Regions from separate parts of the Sus scrofa genome. Here regions 1 and 2 are each linked to region 3. Evidence: chromatin contacts called from public Hi-C and HiChIP or PLAC-seq data. All regions are on one chromosome and are shown on one strand. Each heading gives the region's core, a stretch centred on a gene start, on an enhancer-like site or on the middle of the called end of the contact. The rest is flanking DNA. Distances are from core to core; before and after follow the strand shown.

What was found. A called contact is a pair of places that touch in the nucleus more often than the background predicts. HiChIP or PLAC-seq counts read pairs in DNA pulled down with a chosen protein or histone mark.
Region 1: an H3K27ac HiChIP or PLAC-seq map of skeletal muscle shows a contact between it and region 3, with 2.3 times the contacts expected there. The contact joins two enhancer-like sites. A contact is called at or near these places in 1 of 5 promoter capture datasets (liver), 8 of 47 Hi-C or Micro-C datasets (embryonic fibroblasts, fetal heart ventricle, heart right ventricle and 5 more) and 1 of 2 datasets of contacts at active chromatin or transcription factors (skeletal muscle).
Region 2: a contact with region 3 is called in a Hi-C map of skeletal muscle, with 3 times the contacts expected there. The contact joins the promoter of SPCS3 here to the enhancer-like site in region 3. A contact is called at or near these places in 2 of 5 promoter capture datasets (fetal liver and liver), 8 of 47 Hi-C or Micro-C datasets (embryonic fibroblasts, fetal heart ventricle, fetal skeletal muscle and 3 more) and 1 of 2 datasets of contacts at active chromatin or transcription factors (skeletal muscle).

The regions. Positions count from the first base shown.
Region 1 is chr15:38,667,519-38,670,218 of Sscrofa11.1, reverse strand. WDR17 (WD repeat-containing protein 17) reads right to left here. Exons shown (of 31, transcript XM_021075880.1): 16 at 1,838-1,987; 17 at 1,619-1,749; 18 at 1,229-1,354; 19 at 68-223. Among named protein-coding and RNA genes, the nearest start is that of SPATA4, 37 kb to the left of the region's middle. Within about 2 kb of position 1,323, at least 17 of the 83 cell types and tissues checked have an H3K27ac peak or open chromatin away from gene starts, as enhancers often do. A contact at or near this core is called in liver and skeletal muscle, where this site is marked.
Region 2 is chr15:38,789,216-38,791,915 of Sscrofa11.1, reverse strand. It overlaps SPCS3 (signal peptidase complex subunit 3), which reads right to left and starts at 1,311. Exons shown (of 5, transcript XM_003133320.4): 1 at 999-1,311. The coding sequence starts at 1,141.
Region 3 is chr15:38,731,001-38,733,700 of Sscrofa11.1, reverse strand. The region is part of intron 2 of ASB5 (ankyrin repeat and SOCS box protein 5); the gene reads left to right. Among named protein-coding and RNA genes, the nearest start is that of SPATA4, 27 kb to the right of the region's middle. Within about 2 kb of position 1,295, at least 11 of the 83 cell types and tissues checked have an H3K27ac peak or open chromatin away from gene starts, as enhancers often do. A contact at or near this core is called in fetal skeletal muscle, liver and skeletal muscle, where this site is marked.

The DNA of each region.
Region 1 (2,700 bases), core at 74-2,573, 64 kb after region 3:
TTTCATATGTAACTAAGACTTAGAATACTGTGTTAAATTCATGAATTTTGCTCTAATAGCCCATTACCTCTCCAAGTTCAACCATCAGTTCACAATATCTCTGAATCTGTCCTAATCTCAAGTATATTTCGGCAGCTTCCTTCAGTCTTTCCTCTTTAGTAGGGACACCAATGCCACCACCAAATTTAGACATCTTGACTGTGGTTAGTTCTTGTGCTTCAGACTGGTTAAAAAGAAAATGAAATTTTCTAAATTTTATTGTACAATAGCTGGTGATTATAAAAGCACCATACAGACACATATTTTATAAGCACAGAGCACTGTAAATTGAATATTTTTTTAAACCAATGCTTTTTCTCTATAAAATACAGTGCCTCTTTAAACACAATATTTTGGAGTGGTGGAGAGAAGAGCCTAGATGTGTCTGGTGTGGGTGGGAAGAAGCTAAATTTCATTTTTCTTAAAACTCACCAGAAGTCCAGAGGCCAAAAGGTAGTGAGTGATAAAGTGATATATAACTCGTGAAAAAATATATAAAGGCTTTTAATAAAAATTAAAAGTTACTGGCTCACTCTAATTGGCTTCTATTCGTTCAGCAGATAACCATTACAGTTATTACATGTTTAGTTTGTGATCAAAGTACTTAATGAAAATAACTGTTTCTTATCAGCATCAGATCCACATCCCTGGCACAATTCTCTCCATGACCCAACAACTAATTACCCACTGGCATTTTACTGAAAAGAAAAAAAAAAAAAAAAAGCCTTTTCTTCTTTCCCGTTCCAGAACTGGTTTGTTGCTGGCATTGCAGTATTGCATATCACTTCATGCATAAGGTAACTAAGTAATAGTTTTGTATTGAAATTCAAACTCTTAAGAGCTGGAATATAATCGGTTTTAATAAAAATATATCCCAAAATAAATCCTAGTAGATCTATGGGGCAAAAATCAGATTAGTCCATACGTACAATCATCTGCTAACAGTGTAAAGCAAAGTATTTCAAGTGTTTTAGAAAATTTCATGAGATTCAAGCTATGAAAACCATGGCTGCCTCAGTCTGTTTCCAAATAATTTGTACTGTCATGATCACTCAAGATTGATCTCCTCAATATTCACTTATTTCAGTCTACTAACTCTAATTATTTATTTTAAAAATCATTTTCATATTTTAATAGTGAAATGGCAAAAAAAATACTTGAGTACATCACATTTGCATACTATACTTACTGTTCTGAATTTAACGAGATGTTTCAAATGCATTATTCCTTTAGAGTAGTTCTGAGGAAGTAAGCTGTCATCTTGCCCTGTGATCACAGCAACTAAGTTCCACAAATTGTCACTGCCCCCTGGAGGCTAAACATTGATACAGAACATGCAAAGATACAATAAGGAATTAAAACCCCACAGCATTTTGCGTCTTCAAAAACATAATGCAGTCACATCTAAATCCATAAATTAACAAACTAAGAACTATACTTTATCTTTTTTTGCTTCTGGGTTCCATTTGCTTTCTTTCAGTGGGATGACACATGTAAATGTGTGATAATGACAAAAAGTTGTAATAATTCGCTTCGGCTGAAGGGGAAATTTTTCCATTTGGTTCCTTATAATACTTACTGATAAGAATTCTGAAAACCATCTTAGTTTTTTCATGCGAGGATTACCCGTCAGTTTCTCTACTTCCTGTTTAATATCTCTTGACACTTTGCCACACAGCAGGGGAGGCGTGCCGTGTTCTATAGCGCCATCTGGAGGAGAGACGGAACTCAGCAACAAAAGAGAGCTTACAAAATAGCATTTATACAGAAAATCTAATACATGCAAGAGTTTCAGTACCCGTGTTCCCGATAATTTCTTCCCAAGATCTGTCGGCCAGAATATTTATTTGTAAAGGGGTGATTAGAGGTGTTAATGACCAGAGTCTCACTGTAGAGTCACGGGAGCAAGAGGCCATAGTGAAGGGGCGGCTTGGATGGCACGTTAAACCTGATGGAAGAAATAGAGCCATTTACTCAAGTAAGCACTGAAACATAGTTTTTATTTATATCACCTCGTAACATTTCCACATAACTTTATTATTGAAGTTATGAAGAAATGTTTTAAATAACACTTTTTTTTTTTTTTTTTTTCATTTTTGGCCACCTCAAGTCATATATATGGACCTCCTGGGCAAGGCTTCAGATCCGAGCCCCGAATCTGCCACAACACCAGATCTTTAACCCACTGTGCCGGGCCTGGGGATCAGACCCGGGTCCCAGCGATCCCAAGATGCGGCGGATCCCCATGTGCCACTGCGGGAACTCCAATAACATTTTTATCTTGTCTGAAAATAATACAAGAATGTAAAAAAATTTTTTTTTTACCATATTCGGTAGATATGAATACAAGGTCTAATGATTATTAGAAAGCAGATGGTCCTGGATGAAAATGTGGAAACTAAATTTCATTTGGTTTACCAGCACCAGACTGTAATACTAATGGAATACTCAGTAATCTGTGGGTTAATAGAAAGATGAATGGGCATTATTCTCACAAGATAAAGACTTGAGGACCTTTCATTTTTGAATGCCCAAAAAAGGGATTTTGTCCCATACCAGGGCCCACACTATACTGACTAAAATGTCACTGGGGTAAAGCATATGGATACAAATGATTAGGGTTACTTGCTCAAAATAATCATTTCTGCATTCTTAACTCAT
Region 2 (2,700 bases), core at 62-2,561, 58 kb before region 3:
GACAAAAGGAAACGAAGGCCCAGAACGGTAAGAAACTTGCTCAAGATTCTCAGTAGCTAACAGCTGTTCCGTGTTCACAATGCGCCAAGCTCTGCTGATCCCTCCCAGAGCAAGGAACAGCCGTGATTGCCAGCCTGGGTCTATTTCAATCTAAAAAAAAATAGTAACTAACAAACATCAATATAGGAAAGGGTAGAGTAGGGGACAGCTCTGAGATAACTGGCTGGTTGACAATTCTGACTTAGAAATAAAACTAAGGTTGAAGGAGAGCGCACATGGAAGAAGGCATACAGAAGCCAGACAAGAGAGCGGGGATGGGGGGCGGAAATAGCTAGAATCGAAGAAAAAAGTGCTAGAGAATAAAAATTAGAAAGGAAAAAAAATAGGCATTAGCGAAAGGACAATGTCATTTCAAAATTCGACTTGGGACATTCTCCCAGATGTACTAAAGCAACCGGCCCTTCAAAAATAAAACTGAAAACACGTCTTATCAGGGCACTGGGATGCCCAGTCCTCTCCGGGCATCCCAACCTCGGCCGCCAACTTGGCAGCCGCAGCGAGTCGGTGCTGCGAGGAAAGGCCCTGGGGAGGGGCTGCGGGCCGGGCTCGGATCGGGTCGGGCTGTGGGCAGCCCGGGGGTGGCTGCTACTGGACTCCGGCGCAGGGCCGGAGGCGGGAGGCGGGGAGCGGCGCCCGTTTTGCTGTTGTGTTGCTCCCTCATTGGCCCGCGCGGGCAGAGGGAAGTGAGGAACAGGAAGGACGCAGAGGCACCGGCCGGAGTAACGCTCAAAATTAAAATTTAAGAGCAAGCCCGGGAAGATGAGGCGGAGGGTGGGCGCCGAGGGGGGACCGGGGAGCTGCGGGTTCCGCCCGGCTGGACACTGGGGAGCGAGGGTCGCTCGGGAGGGGCCCCGGGGAAGCGCAGACGCCCGGCTCGTCGCCCCGCGCGGCCGCCCGGTCTCGGCGCCCGCCCGCCGCCCGGCCTCGGCCGCACTCACAGCATGATCCGAGAGACGTGCAGCCGCACCGGGACGCTCCGGTCTTTGAAGGCGGTGGTGATGAAACAGCCGAAAGTGAGCGCCGCCATCACGCTCAGCGAGAAGGCGAACAACGAGTTCGCCCGCGACAGCACCGTGTTCATCGCGGCGGACGCCCCGAGCCCCGCTCCACACGCACACCCGGGACCCCGTTCCGGCCGCGGACCGGCTCCCAGCGATCCGCGCCGCCTGCGCCGCGCGTTCCGGGGGCGCGCCGTCGCGGCCCCGCCTCCTTTCCGGTCCCGCGACGCGTGCGAGCGCGCCCCCGCCTCCCAGACACACCCACCAGCGGGCGGGACGAGCCGAACCCGCGAGACTGAGCCTCAAGCAAGCCCGCCCCTCCTTGGCGCCTCCACCAATCAGCGACGAGCAGGGGAGGTGCTGGGCTTTGCCGCGGAAGGGCCACCTTCTCGGTTCTCCTCTGGCCTCCAAGCCCGTCAACCTTCTTTCTCAGGCCTTTTTCAAGCGGTCTGCGTCTGTGGCCTCTTGGGTGCTTAGGTGCCGTCGATTTGCACCTAAAACCCTCAGCTAAGCAAGGTAGTTTGCTGTGTGTCCCGACGTATCGCGTTTGGAAGCAGCACTCTCCAAAACCCCTGGTCTTTTGTCACACCTGGAGTTAGAACTTCAGCTTTTGGGAGGGCTTAGAGGGCCTTTACTTTCCACGCCCAACCTCAGACCAGCTCCTATTCATGCTTTGCCTTCCTATGGCAGCTAAAGCTGTTTTAGACTATAAGGGTGCCGCTACCAGTTTTAAATTGTTGCATGTTAACAAGGTGGATCCTATAACCAAAAGAATGACCTCGCTGGGTTCTTAGGATCAAAGGAGGTGATGGTTGTGAAATTGCTGTGCCACACATGGTATAATTTAAATTTTTACTTAAAATATTTCATATGTATCATATATAAAGAAAGAAAATATAAAAAATATACATTTATAATTTAAATCCATCAATACACAGTGGCCCTCAGAGGCTGTAAGGTTCAGACTATGCCAATCCCTGACCTTAACGGTCTCTCAACACCTTTGTTCCTCTGGCAGCTACATTTTTTTTTTGTGATTATAAAAATGGGATTCAGAGGACCCAGTAATTCCCTGAAAAAAAATTTGTAATTTTGTATCCATAAACCAAAAGAGTCTAAGAACACCTAGCTTAGTATAAGATGGGCAAACCAGAAAATGATGATCTGAGCCTTATGCTGGTTTATCTTGTCTATTGTTGAGCCCTGGCTTCTTTGCATTATTCGTTAATCACTCAGTTTTCATATAGTGTACAGTTAGGGTTGTTTGTTACTAAGGGCCAGCTATGCCAGGTTCAGTTCTAGGCTTTGAGAGTGCAGCCCTGATAAGACAAGGTCCCTGCTAAATTGGAGTAGAGCCAAATAATGCAAAACTAACGAACTATGAACTAAGGAGAGATCCTTAGTTGAGTTAAACTGTAAATTTTTGTCTTCCAGGCAGCCACAGTTTATTCAGTAAAGCCACAATTTATTGAATGCCTACTGTGTTACACATGATAACAGAGATGTGTACTAATTGATTCTACCCTCCTGAATTTTATAATCCAGTAGAGTCAATGAAATAAAAACAGAGAAATCTGAAACACAGAGGAAGTTGTAAAATGCTGTGAATTTCAGGAGAGGAAGAAATTGCATCTGTGGTCAT
Region 3 (2,700 bases), core at 46-2,545:
AGACCACCCTTCATGGTTTTCATACCACCTAGGAGTGTGCCCCCCATAAAAATAGCCTCTAGTTTTATTGGGAATGTCTGGCCTGATTTGTGGCAGTGCCCCAAGCTCACAACTCCTTGCTCTGTATGTGTTAGTACCATACTCCCAAACAAAGAATGTTAGAGTCAGAAAAGAGCCGTCTTCTCCAAGCTCCTCATTTTACAGGAAAGGAAACTGAGGTATCAGTAGGCTATTTGCCCCAGGTCATATAGTTTCTGGGATTAGAAATTAATCCAAAATAAGAAAAAGATATTTTTGGTATTTCTTCGTGATAACTTTGAAGTAAATATTGGCAATGTAATATGGCTGCGGATATTAACACAGCCATGCATGAAAAATTTACTCGTGAGATGTTTTTGTTTTTACCCAGCTCATTATAGGAAGACAATACCGCCAATAATTTTTTTTCTGTGTACACCAGCAAACGGTAGAGCCTAATAGTGATTAAAAATATCAATAATAGAATCAGTGACCATTCTTCATCCAGACCCATCTCAATAGGTTAATACCGTGTAACAGGATCACCAGCTCAGTTAATCCTTGGCGCCCTATCATGGCTCAGCCACTGCTCTTGACTCAGTAATGGACCATGTAAACCCTGCTCAGCTTTACCTGCCAACAAAAAATACCAGGCACATGTTCGGTTTTTCCTCTCTTCTCTCCAGCTACACTTTCCTCTGCCTTTTAGGGTGAAAAATCTCAGCTGTCCTTAAATTGACAGTTGACGTCTTTTGGTCCAGAAATGACCTCCAGAAAAATCACAATAGGAAGTGACACCTATATAAATCAGAGGACTGTGGTTTTGTACGGAAGCCATTTCTAAACTTAGATCTTTACAAGGTGAAAACATGAGCTAGCTACCAGCTGACTGACCCTAAGGCATATCCACTATTTATTCCTCAGGATGGAAGAGACAGGCTAACAGGTCCCTGGTCACCACTGAGTGTTCTGGCTGCACTGTCGTCTTCCTATCATTAACATGCAGTTTTATTTTGGATAGATTTCTAGCTGTTTCAAGCAGGCTTTCATGTTTTAAAGACAGGGCTCATTTCTACTCAGTTTTCCCTCTAGGAAAGGCGACTTGACACATTTTTACTTTCTGAATCACGCAAACAGTTAAAGACTTCTGGCAGTTGCTGAGTCTCCACTTTAAAAATAGAAAACTACTGCCTTTCTGGCCCAGCCCCCACCCCTACCCACCCTGTGTAGAGCTCAATGTGGAGGCTCTTCTCCACGTAGCGTACAAGAATCTCTGTGAAAGTCGGAAGGGAAGGAAAAGAGTAGTTAGAAATCCAGCTGCTGACGCTTCTTCTGGCTGGAGCACTTGTCCTAGGACCCCTGGTTGTCCGGGCAGAAACGTCACCCACACTATGCCTGCAGACCTTGCTGTTGAAGGGAGCTGCATTAAGCAGATCCTCCCGAAAAGAAGGCTAGCGAGTATAGAAGAATGTTCTTCTAAGCGAAAAGCTAGCTGGGGTATTCTGACCAGTCAAGGTTAGTAGAGCAGCCATTGCAAATCTGTTGGTGTCCTGAAATAAACAATATTGACCTGTTTTTGCAAATACTAACTTGAACCGATGGGTGCTTTCCAGAATGCAGACTCTGACATGGAAATGGAGAGCATGGCAAAGGGCAGCACTGTACCTTCACTTTCCAGCATGTGTAAAGTGCACCTGTGCGCTCATTCTTATGACTGTGTGGTAAACACCTGGGTAAACTTGTGGTCTCCGGCTTGCTTACCTTTCCGGTTCAGCAGGTGGTTCTAAGTTGGTGCAGGAACAAGGAAAGCTTAAGCAGGAAAAGACTGTTTTCAAGCAGTTAAATGTGAAAAGTTTGAATCATGTAAGTTGAACCATAAAGTAGGAAGCTGATGTGTGCAAGACAATGAATAATAGAATCCCTTCCCTAAAGGGCTCCAGCGCAAAGTTCTTAATTTCAATCATAGAAAAACATGGAAGCTCTAGAGGAGAATGAGCTAGGTACTCATTCTGGTGATGTTCTAGCACGAAAAAGGAGCTGCCTAAGGAAATTCTGTTTTAAAACAGAATTACTGAGTATAAATTTTAGTAGAACATCAATATGGTCGATAGTAGACTTAAAGATTAGAAATGCAGATTTAGGGAGAAAACTGACCTCTTACTCCTCCTAAAGTGTAAGAATTGGATTTACTGTGTAATGGTTTGGGTCTGATGAATATTTCTTAGGAATTATTATAAGTCTTTAAAACATGCAAAGATTGTTTTAAAATAGAATAAAATACTAGTATTTTGTTCAAAGGCTGAGAGCAACTTGATTCTTCGCCCCACCCAGAACCTGACATACATTTGCTTTTAATTATTTTCTAACAATACTATTATCAGGAGAGATTGAGAACTGACTAGCACAGACTACAAAGAAGACAGTTAAACAATTCAGCAAGTGTTCATTGAGTGCTTACTATGTTCTGAGTGCTGTGCTAGCCGAAAGGAAGCAGTAATTACCAGTCTCATCATTCTTGGGGGGTCTTTAAAGTCCGGGATGAAAACATGTAATTACTGTAGAATGAAACTCATTCTGCCATTTCCTCCATGAAGAGTCAGTCACCTAAGTATGCACTTGACTAGGTGTTATGAGCAATGTGACGCAATTGGATGAGGTGGCAAAAAAATTAAAAATAAGTAA